Regions from separate parts of the Mus musculus genome. Here region 1 is linked to region 2. Evidence: chromatin contacts called from public HiCAR-type data. All regions are on one chromosome and are shown on one strand. The core of a region is the stretch at or near the end of the contact, and the rest is flanking DNA. Distances in the headings are between cores, read along the strand shown. Region 1 holds the start of Nedd9 (neural precursor cell expressed, developmentally down-regulated gene 9). Region 2 holds the start of Slc35b3 (solute carrier family 35, member B3).

What was found. HiCAR-type assays count read pairs that join an accessible place to other places.
Region 1: a contact with region 2 is called in a HiCAR-type map of astrocytes, with 4 times the contacts expected there. The contact joins the promoter of Nedd9 here to the promoter of Slc35b3 in region 2. A contact is called at or near these places in 1 of 39 promoter capture datasets (cranial neural crest) and 1 of 115 datasets of contacts at active chromatin or transcription factors (astrocytes).

What each region holds. Positions count from the first base shown.
Region 1 is chr13:41,354,492-41,361,357 of GRCm38.p6, forward strand. Nedd9 (neural precursor cell expressed, developmentally down-regulated gene 9) reads right to left here and starts at 4,510. Exons shown (of 7, transcript NM_017464.5): 1 at 4,362-4,510. The coding sequence starts at 4,373.
Region 2 is chr13:38,958,208-38,964,465 of GRCm38.p6, forward strand. Slc35b3 (solute carrier family 35, member B3) reads right to left here and starts at 2,330. Exons shown (of 10, transcript NM_134060.4): 1 at 2,225-2,330. 5033403F01Rik (RIKEN cDNA 5033403F01 gene) reads left to right here and starts at 2,412. Exons shown (of 3, transcript NR_131019.1): 1 at 2,412-3,015.

The DNA of each region.
Region 1 (6,866 bases), core at 3,260-5,759, 2.4 Mb after region 2:
TTTAGATTAGTGGTTTGACTGAAAGGGGTTAATAAGTAAGGCAGTGCTAAAGGAATAAGGCAGGGGTGAAAAAAAAGTCAGGTCTGCTTCAGGGGTTAGAGGAGACAAAGGTTTAGGCTTTGATTGCTTTATGGAGTGGATAGATACGGAGGCTTTACGAGTGGGACTTAGTAGTTACTCAAATCACACTGGCTTGAAATCACATGCCCATGAAAGGAGTGGGAACCCCCACAGAAGAGTCCAAGGGGCAGCCAAGGCAAGAGGGAGAGGGAGTGGGCACTAGGGTGTCATGCCCATGTGGGTAGCAGGGTGCCAGTGAGCCACACAAGCATCTGTTATTAGAGACTCATAGGAGGGCTCATTTGAAAAGGTAAGATGCGGCCCTGGTGTACCGACACAAAGGAGAGACAGAATCTACCAAGGCTTTGAAAGGTGTCGAGGCAGGATTTTGTCTGGCTTTGTTTTATTTTGTCTGAGACTCGGGGTAAGGAGGAGGGTACGGGAAGGCACTTGCAAGGTTCCGGGCACAGGGACAATGTGTGGTCTAAGAAGAAGGGGTTGCTGAGGGCTTCAGCCTGTGTTGTACAGCGTGCTAAACATGTTATTATCAAGACACCTGCAATTTTGACAAAGCCTCATCTCTGGACATGTAAAGTCCTTTAGCTTTAAACTGGGTTTCCTAGGTAAATATAAAACCATAAATAATGAAGCTATGCTTTTCAAAACGCCTTCTGTCTGCTTTTAAATTTACAGGCAGCACACACCATTTTGAAAGCTGGTGGGGTTGGAAGGGGACCTAAGTTTCCATTGAACACAACAAGCAATTTAGAAAAAAAAATTAAAGCTTATACATCAAACCAAAAAGGGGTATAAATGGTCATTATCAGCTAAACCAAAGGTCTGCTATAACTTCTCCTTTAAGACAGCTTTGGAAAATAAAAATATTTTCTAAGTTCCTCTCCAGAAGCCTTTGACTGTAGCTTTCTCTTTTCCTTGAGTTTCTTTGCTCTCATTCAATTGGACTACAGGAATCTGAATTCCAGACTATAGGTGTTTTAAAAACTGTATTGCCATATTCTACTATACCTTGTTTTTAAAGTCAAACCATTGAAGAGTGATTTTTTCCCTTTCTTTATATTGACTAGAAAATAGATTAAACTTTGACTGCAGACACTTAAGGGTTCTGAAACTTGGCAAAGCCTCAAAAGTGCCTCAGCCGCAAGAACTCAGTCACGTGCTGCACTTAGTGAACACCTTCCAGGCCTGGGCATGAAGTAGGTTGGGCCTCATTCCAGGCCCACACTATGTGGGCAGGGCTTTCAGGGCTCCAGTTAAAGATGAGGGACTGGAACTAGTCCCTCACCTGCAGAAGAAAGGGCAATATCCTCTGGCAACCTTCATATCCTCCCATCTTCTATTGGACAGGCAAGCCAAGGCCATAGAGGCATAAGGAACATAGGCTCTACATTAAAGGAATTTTATATAGAACATTTTGTTGTTGTTGTGTCTGAGACGAGGTCTCACGATGTAGCCTTGGCTGGCCTGGAACTCATAGGGATCCCCCTGCCTCTGACTCCACAAGAGCCGTGATTAAAGGTGTGTTCCACCATGCCTGGCTTCATTATGTAGAATCTTAACAAAGGAAGTTTGTACAATTCACTGTCATTCAGACAGACTCTTCTCAGAGAAATGGAACCTTAAACACCCATGACAGTCTTTCCACGAACAAACAAAAATGTAAGTAAACTAAAAGCAGACTAGATGTGTACTAAGTGGAAAGATTTACCTAAAGCAATAGCTTGCATTCCACAGCCCTCATAGTTGTAATTGCTGGCTGCCTCGAGCTGTGTATTTTGAGGACAAACTGAGTGGAAGTTGATTGCACCCTGGTTATGAACCCTGAAGTAGCTAAACAAGACCATCTGGTTAACAACAGACAAAAAAGAAAGGAAAAAGAAAAGAGAAAGAAAGAAAAAGAAAGAGAAGCCTTTTAAGCCTGACTTATAAATCTTACAATGATCCATTTTTAAGCCCAAGCTAAATTTATAGTTTATGTGCAACATAGTGTTTAAGAGATAATTCCAGACTCCTGGGTTTTACAATCTAATAATTATCTGGTTTTACTACTTAAGTAGCTCCAATTAAACAAATAAATGCCAACTTCGTATTTCAGTTTGCAGAGTTACCACTGAAACAAAATAGAAGACTGACTATCCTGGGAGAATACTTGGGAGGGAATAGTTCTGAACTTTCTGAGGCCAGAACATACTGGTCTGAGGGATGTTTTAGGGAGTTACAGATGATTTCTGTTTTAGGGTTTGCTTTCCCTTTCCTGGTAGTGTTTAAATCACCAGTATTAGATCAAGATCACTTTTAATCCCATGCTCCTCAGTTGGTGTGTCGGAAAAAACCCATCATTTAACTTCTGTGTGCCACAGTTGCTACTTTGGGAAAATAAGTGTGCCTCGGAGCTAATGGGGAGAGTTAAGTGTGACGGACTTGTATCGCTTTACCCATCATGCCTCTGCTTCAGCATCTCCTACACAGAATGACTAATTCTCTCCTGAAAGACAGTTATCTTTCATTAGCTAAATAGACTTTATGACAGAGGGAAAAGTGGCTCGCTTCTGCTATGGTCAACTCAGGGTGCCCATGTGTGAGTTGTTTACTTGGGGAGCATAGCGTTTTTGCTGGTGAAGTTGTCTACAATAATAATGAGATGATGGTGATGATGGTGATGGTGATGATGATGATAAATAACCATGTATTTCTATTGCTCGGCAAAGTGTTCAACTCTGGGCAGACTCAGCCAAGTGGAAAGCATTCCCCAGTTGCAGTTTCTCACCTGCAGTGTAAATCATCAGTCCCCATGATATTTTCTTTCCATAAAGAGCAAAGCGAAACATGATGAGGTCACTGAACCAAAGTGACTTTAGATGTCGTCACATGTCCTCACCTTCTAGACTACAGCACTCAGAGTTCACACCAGCTATTTAATGTCCCAATGATGGACAGAGTTAATCCTTTCTCTTTTCTCTATAACACTGTCTTGATTCAACAACAGGGAGAATGGGAAGGAAAAAAAAAAAAACAACATTGCAGGCTTGATACCATGTATCCCCATCACTTCCAAAAAGATTCTGTTCCTGCCAGGTAGAAAGCTGCATCATTTCTGACTGACTCCTAGAGCTTTCCTTTCTTCTGCCCCTCCCCATAGATGTACGAAATGGAAAGCTGATAGGAGATGACAATAGATATCTGGGTCTTTAGACTGCTGGAACTTCCCCAACAACTATCACTCATGCTTTGGCTCACAGCTTTTGAACAAGATTTATAGACAGGGAACCAGTGGCTGTTAGCTACAGCCTTCTATCCCAAAGGAAGGGCCAGAGGCTACATACCGCAGAGGGAAGCCAAGTTAGCCCCTAGCTAAGTCAGTTAACTGGCTCTGTTAAGTCACCTTACCAAAACGAATTTTTGAAATGACACAGTCCTTTAAAAGTCGAGGACTCATGTCTCTTCACCATTAAAATTAAAAAAAAAATTTTTTTTTAAAAAAAAGGATCGTAAGTAAGTACCGCCAAGTCATTGCCATGAACTGCTACTGGGCCAAGTCCCTTGGAAACTGCCTCATTAGACGGGATGTGCTGAGCAAGGCATAATCATTTTGCCAAGAGTAACCCCAGAAACCGTGGTGCAAAATGCAGTGGAAAATAGAGCTGCCAAAATTATGAGCAGGACATTCTGTAAGCGTCAGGGAAAATAAGCCAGCCGGAGCCTTCATACTTTCAGACCCGTTCAACCCCAATAAAGAGTTATCCAGAAATGACTAACAGCCATTTATTCATAAGGATGTGGGAATTCTCCATCATCGCGCCTATGATAGTGTCTGGGTTTTTAATCTGCTTCTACCGAAAGGACCTCGAGCAGACAGCTTCCCAGATCAAGTGCTTAAGGCAAAAATCTGAAAAGGTGCTTTTAGAACCTGTCAGAGACTCAGCAGTTCTGACTCTCCTTATTATGGCTCCCCAAGCTGGCTTTGGTCAGGCAGAGACCTGCGACTTGCCTGCTGCGAGGCGAGTTAGACACCCTCTGATCTCTGGCGGCGGCTCCTATGCTAACTCTACTCCACCGCCTTCCGCCACCCACAACAACTTTCAGAACCATGCACCAAGAACTAGTGGATCTGAAAGCGCATGTCTGCTGGCGGTACACCCGGGGGAAGCCTGGAAGCGAGATCAGACGCAGCTCGGCAAAACCAGACACACAAGGGATCCCTGCCCAGTTGTCAAGGTGGGAAAGGCGCCGGCCGGCACAGCTGCCTCTAGCTTCTCAGGAGACGGCGTACAAGGCACTCTTACCTTGTACTTCATCTCGGCGGTGATCTGATGAGCCCTGGTCCTATCGAATCACACAGTGAGTGAGGCACTGCAGAGTCCGCCCCTCCATTGAGCGCTGGGCTGGATGGAAATGAGAAGCCTTCGCCTCCCGCGCACTGCGGAGTCTCTGAGCTCACAGCCCAGATCCAGACCAGCACGGCGCGGGCCTCGTTTGCATACCGCGCCGCCATTGGCTGCTGGTGGCGGTGAAGGTAACGCCTCCACCCCGCCCACCTCTAACTTCTGAAACCCTCCGACAAAGAGCGTGTAATACGATCATTTCTTTTCACGTTATCAAAAGGGCGGAGGAGAAAACAGAAAGTGGGGAGGCGGCCCCAGCCACCCGGAGAAATAAAAATATAAAGAGGAAAGACATAGGAACCAGACAAAGGAGGTACGTTCCTTTTGAGAGTAACCTAAGTTTTAAAGAATCCGAATTCACAAAGCAGTCTGACGATCGCGCTTCCTGTGACCTAGCAACTAGTTCATAAACCCATTTCATTTCAAAGCCATTCACCTTACAATCTCTACATGAAACGAGCTGGAGGAACAAAGGGTTTTCTGTCTCCAGTACCCCCCCCTTTTTTTTTTACTAACCACCCCTGCTGATAGCTCTCTTTCCCTGTCTTTTCTCTTCCCCTTCCCTTTTCTGTGGCTGCTCCCCTCACCCCCAAGTGTTCAAAGTACTTTGCTAAGTCAGTCTGCTAGGAGCTGGAAAACATTTCTTTCTCAATGAAAAGGAACTCACTCATAAGCACCAGGCCTTCCCGGTTCTTCTCACTAGGACCTCCGAGGATAAAGGATAGGTGGGAACCCATGCAGGTTCTATAGAACACACCCGATACATCACGCCTGTCCAGCCAGCACTCTCCTCTTTGACCGCTGGCATTGCCAGATTCCGCTTTTGAACACCGAGGCCTTTTCCTTTTGACCTCTCTCCCCCAAATGACCCATTAGCCCACTCACACTTATTATTCAGGGAGAACGCTTCTGTTTGATAAGCCTGGTTTAAAAAAAAAAAAAAAAAAAAAAAAAAGAACAGCCTCTTTCAGGCAGAGCGCGGGACATGATTTGTAGAGCGGTTCCATTCTGAGATTTCTATAGAGAAAGAGAATCACTCAGGAGAAGACAGGCTTTTCTTTTCCTCGGGCCTCAGGACTTGGAGTATTCAGGACTATCCCCCAGTTGGGATGCATTCCAGCCAGACTGCACGACTCGGGTGGAAAAAAAAAATCAGCTCTTACTTCTTTCCTGACTAAGGTAGTCCAGAATCAGTTTTGCCTCCCCAATCCCCTTCTAAATTTCCAATGGATTAAAACTTTTGAAAATAAATGATTTAAGCCAAAAGCATAGGAGAGCAGATGCCGCATAAAAGTGGTTTCTGGGGGTGGGGGTGGGGGTGGGGGTGGGGTAGGGTTTACATTGACAATTGAATCCACATTTGGCTGCAGCTTGGAGTTTGCTCTACAAGATGTCCCTGGCCACCTTCGTGAAGTTGACATCCCGGTTCAGGCCCCTTCCAGGTCATGGCTTTTACTTCCTGATCTCAAAGCCGAATTGAACCTGTGTGATTCGCAAGGTCTTTTGTACACAGATTAGGCACGAAGCAGATTGCGGTAGCAGGATCATCCTGGCAGCCCTGAAGATTCACACTAGGGACCTATGTTTGTAGGACAAGTCAAATCTTTCTCTCTAGATTTGTCCTGGTTCCCCAGGAGACAGAGATAGCATTCCTTTGACTTCTTCAGCAGCCAGGCTGAATCATGCTTAGATGAGTGGATTAAAGCAAGGCTAACCCATTCAACCTCAACATTGCCAAAGCCTGTGCTAGGCGTTTGTGAAATTGTCTTCTCAGGGTAGATGGCTTGATTCCTATCAGGCAAATCGATACACATTCCTTAACTTTGCAATGCTAGCCTTATAAAATGAGGACATAATAATGTGTACCTGCTAGGGAAGAGAGCTAGGGTTTTCCTTGAGTGTGATAGGAAGCCATCTAAGAATTTTGAGAAAAAAACAATTTCCCTGTTTTTGCCCTTATTATCATGCTGTGATCTCAGTGCAGCCTAAGTAACACAAGTCATTTTGTTTTTATTGGTTATGCTCCCTCTAAACCTTTTGGAGAAACACAAATTCAGTAAATAAAGGAATAGCCCTTTCTGTATTGATTGCCTGAGACGCTGAATGTGAAAAATATGAAAAACTGATTATATAATTAAATTATTCAGGAAACCAGTGGGTTGGTTGGTACCTTTCCAGAACCGCCAAGGACCCTGGGCTCAGTCCCAACCCACGCTCACCAGCATCCTACGAGTAGGTGCCTCTTTGGAGAAAGCCATGCCCAGTTAGACCCTACTGCATCCAGGAGTCAGGGAAATGGCACCCGGTGCTTTCTGAGGGATTTTATTAGTAGCCATTGGACGTTGGTCAGAGCACACATGGAAATCAAGCAAATACTGGAACTGCTTGTGGCTCAGGCAGAACCCA
Region 2 (6,258 bases), core at 1,080-3,579:
AACATTACTCCATTCCACTCTCCTCCACTTTAACACTCCTACACACTTCCTGGAAGCCTTATGAGATGCAGTTCTAGGCTGCAGCACTACCCTCTTTAAAACACGTCCAACACAACACCCATCTCTCCTGAATTCTCTTTAGAGAGCACTTGTGCTAACAAGGAAATGGAGCCACTGTCACTGCTAACACGACATCTCATTACCACCAAACCTGCCCTGTAAAAGTCTGGCATTCAGTGTGCAGCTTTACACTACACTACTGATCAGAATATCGCTGGTCAGAAAGCATGAGTGAGGAAGGCCTCTGCTACTCTCAAACTCCGATCTCCGATGCTTGCAGTCTCACTTCTGTTTCTATTGTTAATAATTGATATTGTTATCTAAAGAATCAGAGCCAGGCATGGAGAGATGGCGTGGTGGTTAAAAATGTTTATTCCTCTTGCAGAAGTTTGGTTCCCAGCACCCGTCCTTGTTAGGTTTGCAATTGACTATTACTCTACCCTCAGATTCCCATCAGAACCCTCTCATGCATATATCCACAAGTACATTCATACACACACACACACAGACACACACAGACACACACACTACAAATAAATCTTATACAAACGAACAAACAAACAGGGACAAAGTCCTTATGGTACGGGGGGGGGGGGGGGGGGGGGGGGGGAAGGAGCCTGAACTACACAGAGAATTTAACACAAGGCTGGGCTACAGAGATCTTGTCTCCAAACAAACAAACAAAAGCTCAAGAACAGGATTACAAGTTTTCAAATCAAATAGCCAACATCTTGCTTTGCTTTAGAGACTCATAATACCCTCTGAAACTAGAACAGAAAGAAGTTGTGGAAGTGGATTGCTGCCTTGGGTCTCTTCTTAAAGCGCAACAGACACTTGGCACATTGCAGGGAGACATAACGGCTAAAATGGAGGTCAAAGAAGTGCTTAGAGTAAGTAAACACATACTGTGTGTGCACACACACAATCGGAAACAGGTGATGTTGCCTTACAATGACACACTGAAATAAAAGCTTATTTCTTTATACAAGTCTGTGTGTCTATGCCACAGATGGCAAGCAAGGGTCAGAAGACAACTCCTGGGAACTGGTTCTCTGTCATTTCACCTTATTGGTTCTGGGCTTGGCCACAGGCTTGGCCTCAGGTGCTCTTACCTGTCAGCTTGCTGGCCTCACCTTATCTCTTAACCTAGTCTTTTTTTTTTTTTTTTTTTTAATGTGAAGGAGGTACGCTTTCTATTACAAAGCTGGAATGGGAGGAAAACTTATCATGTGCACAGCCTGGAAAAGTCCCAGCTTCGCCAGAAACCTGCAACGCTCTAGTAACAATCATGTCTTCACAACTGGGTTCCAGGTGTGGGATAAGATCAAAGAGCAGAAAAACAAGATTGTGATTTCTCCCATACCTTATCACACAAAAGGGTGAGAGACTGGTGATTTCCGAAACTCTATTCCCCTCAAGGGCTAACAATAGGATTTAAAGTAGACTTTAAGCAGAAGTAATGCTATCTAAAATATTTTTCAAACGTTGTCAGTGTCTTTCCCCTCCAAGTCTCAAACTATCTCAACTCACTTGTAACAGAAATGTTTAACTAAAATTCGGGATTCTGATAATCTACTGTAGAAGTAACGCAGATGTAATTCATTCAAACACAAAAAACCAACCAAACAAAAAAACTCAAAACAAACAACTCATGATAGTAAACTAACAAAATCTTTCAGTGTTTTTCCCAAAGAAGAGAAAAGGAAGGAGGAAAGAAGGAAGACACGGAAAGATAGACAGACAAGGTAGGAAGAAAGAAAGGAGAAGAGAATTCAGCTGTAAAGCCCGAAAGAACGTACAGGGATTTCAGCGACATAAACTTAGCAGCCCTGCAAGAACAGTCAACTCGCTGCAAGGCAAACAGTCACCAGGTAACGGAGAGAGCGGACACAGACCCGGAAATGACTCTGAACTGCAAAAACAGCCAAGGGAATCCGAGAGACCAAGTCTCTGAGCACAGAGAGCAGGGTAGAGGAGGGGTCCGGCCCGGGGGTTCTCAGGCCAACAGGGAACGATGCTCTTCCCGGAAGCGCGCGCCCCGACCACCCCGACGGCGGCGGCGTCCACCTTCTCTGTTGACACGGTGTGGGAGCCCACCCGAGTTCTGCCTGACGACGCCTGGCCGCGCAGCAAGACCCCCACCTCCCAGCTCCGCCGCTGTCACCTCCTCGGTCTCCGTCTCCGCCTCCGGGTCTGCTCCCGCGACGGCCGCCTCGGCCGCCACCTCCCCGGAAGGTCTTCACACGCCGGACCCTGCGCGCCACTTCCGCCTAGGCGTCTCTGTGCGCGTGCGCCGGCGCGCGGCTCCGCCCCTTCGCCCTCCCCACCCCCTCGGCTGTTTCTACCTCTCCACCCTGCTCCTGCGTGCTCTGAGCAAGGGTCCTGTCCATCTCGTGGCTTCTGCGACCCAGTTGACTTCACATCCGCGATCGTGAGCCGGGGCGTGTGAAGGATGCCAAGGTTTAGAGTGCTCGAGCCGGATCTCAGCAGCCTGAGGTTCCCTTTCCCCAGCCTCCACCTTTTGATTCAAAGGGATGAAGTTGCTTCTCAACTACTTTCCTGTCCCAGTTCTCCGGACTCACTCCTACCCTTCTGGCCAAGGTGGACTGAAGAAACAGGAAGCCTGCGTCACATGCCCTTACAGTGATGATGGTTTGTAATTGGCCAGAAATGAACCAGGATTGTGTTGACATGCCACTCACTGCTTGAAATGTAAATCCCTGGCTTGGAGTCTGACAAATGTTATAAAATCTCTGATATTTGATCGCCAAATATCATAAATTATTCCACATTGAGAGCTACACTTACAGTTACTGAGATACAATGAAGAAAATGCCAAGATGGGCTTGGCGATAAGGATTATTACGATTACCTTAACCGGAATAGTATTCAAGAGTCTGCTTTGAAAAGGGGTGAATAGTGTCAACAGAAACGTTACAATCCGGTCAGATGTGTGTAAGTTTTAAAATTTCACAAGAATTAGGCATTGGGAAGCATTTATGCCTTAGGAGAGAATCTCTGAAGTGGTGAGGGAAAAGGTCCAGCTAGACATTTTAAAAATACCAGCCTTGCTAAGCCAGTTTTGTATGAAAGTTGAAACTTTAAAAAAAGGGGAGGAAAGAAAAAATCCTAAAGAGAATAACAAAGCCCATTTAGACATTTAGAGATGTCATTCTATGGCTCAACAATAGCAAATAGTAGCAGTAAAACAACTGTCAGCCAAGAAGGAACATTATTTATCAAACACCTGTTGAATGTGCCTATGTGTAGGGTCATATGCATAATTTATAAGTAGCTTATATGGACTTCCAGCCCTTAAGGAGTTATAGGACATAGGTGAGAAGGTAAATGGTAATATAAATCTGGAATACAAGAGGGGTTAAGGTCCACCCACTCTTGCTTAGGCAATCACAATAGCCTAGCTGGCTTCTATTATCTTTTACTTCCTTACAGCCTAATTCTGCCCAAGAGCAGGATTTGATGCTGCTTTGCTCTCAATGCTTTAATGGCTTTTACCATCTCATTGAAACCTAAAACCCTCTCCGTGGTTTGCAACTTGTTCTTGATGGGTCATATCCAAACAACACTTTAGAATTCATCTAACCCCCGTCAGGCACGACATGCCTCACTTTGCTTTGCTTTTCCTATTCCTTTGGTGTGGCACATTGCCCTCAGATATGTCCACTGGGAATGAAAACCAAGCATTTACCAACTGTTACCGTGGAATTAGGGATGAGGTGAGTGAGAGAGTAAGCAGGTAAGAGCAGCCCTGTTTGCCAATAGGAGCAAGGAAGACTGCAGTTATGGCCAGCCACAAAGCTAGATCCGAAACAGGGTTACCATTGCCTGTGGACTCATGAGGAATGCATACTCTTAATGTGAAGACAAGAAGCGCAGTCTCAGCATGTTGATAGCTTTTGACTAACCACAGAACAAACAGAAGAACCAAGGAACTATTCCCACAAAAGATAACCTCATGCCCAAACTCTATCCTTGAGAGGGAAACAGATCCCGTGACTCTTGATGAAAAACATTGTATTGCCACTGAGAAACACTGTATTTCAGTTTAGTGGTCATCTCCCAGCACACTTGAAGCCATTTGCACAAGGAGTTACTCTGTAGAAAGTAAATTACCAAGTCGCCAAGGGCCATTGTGCATAAATGCTGAGTGGATAGTGATGTTGAAGACTCAAAATGGAGGCCTAGTGGTGAAAGGCATGCTGTCCATAATCTATCTCACAAGGGCATCCCCAAAGTATGTAAAGTCCTTCAGAGAATGAGTATTTAACAACAGACAAGGTCTTCTCTGATCTGTGCTGTTGATGCAAGGAAGGGGCTGCTGGAAGCTCTTGAAAAAAAGTCTACTTTTTAGGGTCCAAAGTGGGAAATTAGATACTAATTGCACATACAAGGAAACTGAGATTTCATTACTAGACAGACTTGAAAAATGTTCAGAAGGTGTTCTCTTCTCCTGACAACTTTTTGACCAACCTGCGCAGATCTTGACTGATGGACCTGGGATCCGAGGTCCTGAAAGAATGGGGCAGACTATGGTGTAATGCTGCAGACAATCTTATTACAGTTTCAGTGCACAAAAGCACATGAGTGTAACCAAAGAAAGCAATAATCCAAGTAAGGTTTGTTTCAGTTCAGAAAAACATGTAAATCAATGCCAGTAAGCACATACTAAATATTAACAGAGCAGCCCTTTCTCAGGACAGAGAGCAATTGAGACACAATTTCCTGGCATGTATTATAGATTATATCTGGGAAAGCATGAAAGCAAGGCAGAAGGTCATATCCAGATTCAGGGTACACTGACCAGCTTGGTTTCTATAGCTATGACCTGACATCCAACAAGAATAACCATGTCTTCAAAATCGAATGTAAATGTTTGTCACAGGAGGCACCAAACTGTGTTCAGTAACAATTCAGGGGTCAAGGTTCACCTGCTGTAAAAGGCTCTCTGCCTTTTCCCCCCTGGAACTTCTTTCACAGTTCCCCAAGGCATTGTTCGCCTTAGGTCAATATTTTACCAAGTTCCCAAAATAAGACTCTGAGATCAGATGCTAATTTCAGAATTTCAGAGGCAGCATTACTACCAAAGACTTTAAAAATATAGGGGATGTTGCCATGAGTTGTTTGGTCCTCTGCAGTAGTCAGACAAACCGTGATGTGCAGTTGCTGGGCTCTAGTCAACCTATCTAAGTAACTCCAACAGTAGCTACTGTCAAATGAGTGAGTTTTAATGAGAATGCATGTTTTTATGTGATTATTGGTCTGGCAGATGCCCCATTGGTGAGGTAGAACAAGATCAGTTGGCTCCTTCATGAAAATAACTGGAGTATGATCCAGCCCTGCAGGAATTGTGCCTGACATAAAGGGTTCCAGCTCACCTTGTTTCTCTGTAGTCTCAACATGCTAATTAGATCTAGAGAGGAGGAAAGACCTATGTGCCTAGGTATATGTGATGTATATGTGAAGTAGGGTGGGCAAGAAAACCCACCTTGGAGTTTGGAGTCTGCCAGTATTGTGGATATCTGAGGTGGAGAGTGCTTGTGACATATTCTTACTTTGGTTTATCTCAACCAATGACTTGAGACAGGAGTGTGCAGGGTAGCAAAAGGTAGATAAGGGAGAGACCAATAGCAAGAAAGGCATTCCAGATCTCATTACAGAGGCTGCTGCCCTTTGAAGTGGATGTAATTTTATCAGGGCTGAAATCTCAAATGGATTTCCCATAAAGATCAGTAGTTTGCCTTAAAGGAAATTGTTAGCACTCTTGAAATGAAGTTGCTCTGTTCACAGTTCCTCTGCTTGTGCTCCAATCTGATAGACTTACACACTTATCTGACAGATCACCACTGACCACAGAAAACATTCATGGTAAGAAGATGATACAATGGAGCATATATGACTGAGGGATGCACTGGCTCTGCCATACAGTAACACCTGGAGGTCATTGGTCTTAGTGAGCATCCTCTTAGAGCACCAACAATGCTCCCTCACCATGAACAAAGATGCCAGCAGGATGGAGATGCTGTTGTCTGAGATACTTGGAGAGCCAGAAGCATGTACTCTCTAGTAGCTAGAATAGTCACAGCCTGATATTTGAAACTTAGAAAAGGAATGGCCCTTCTCATGCACTGTGAGTTCCAACAACTCAACAATAACAGAATGTGTGTTGCTTCTTTCTCT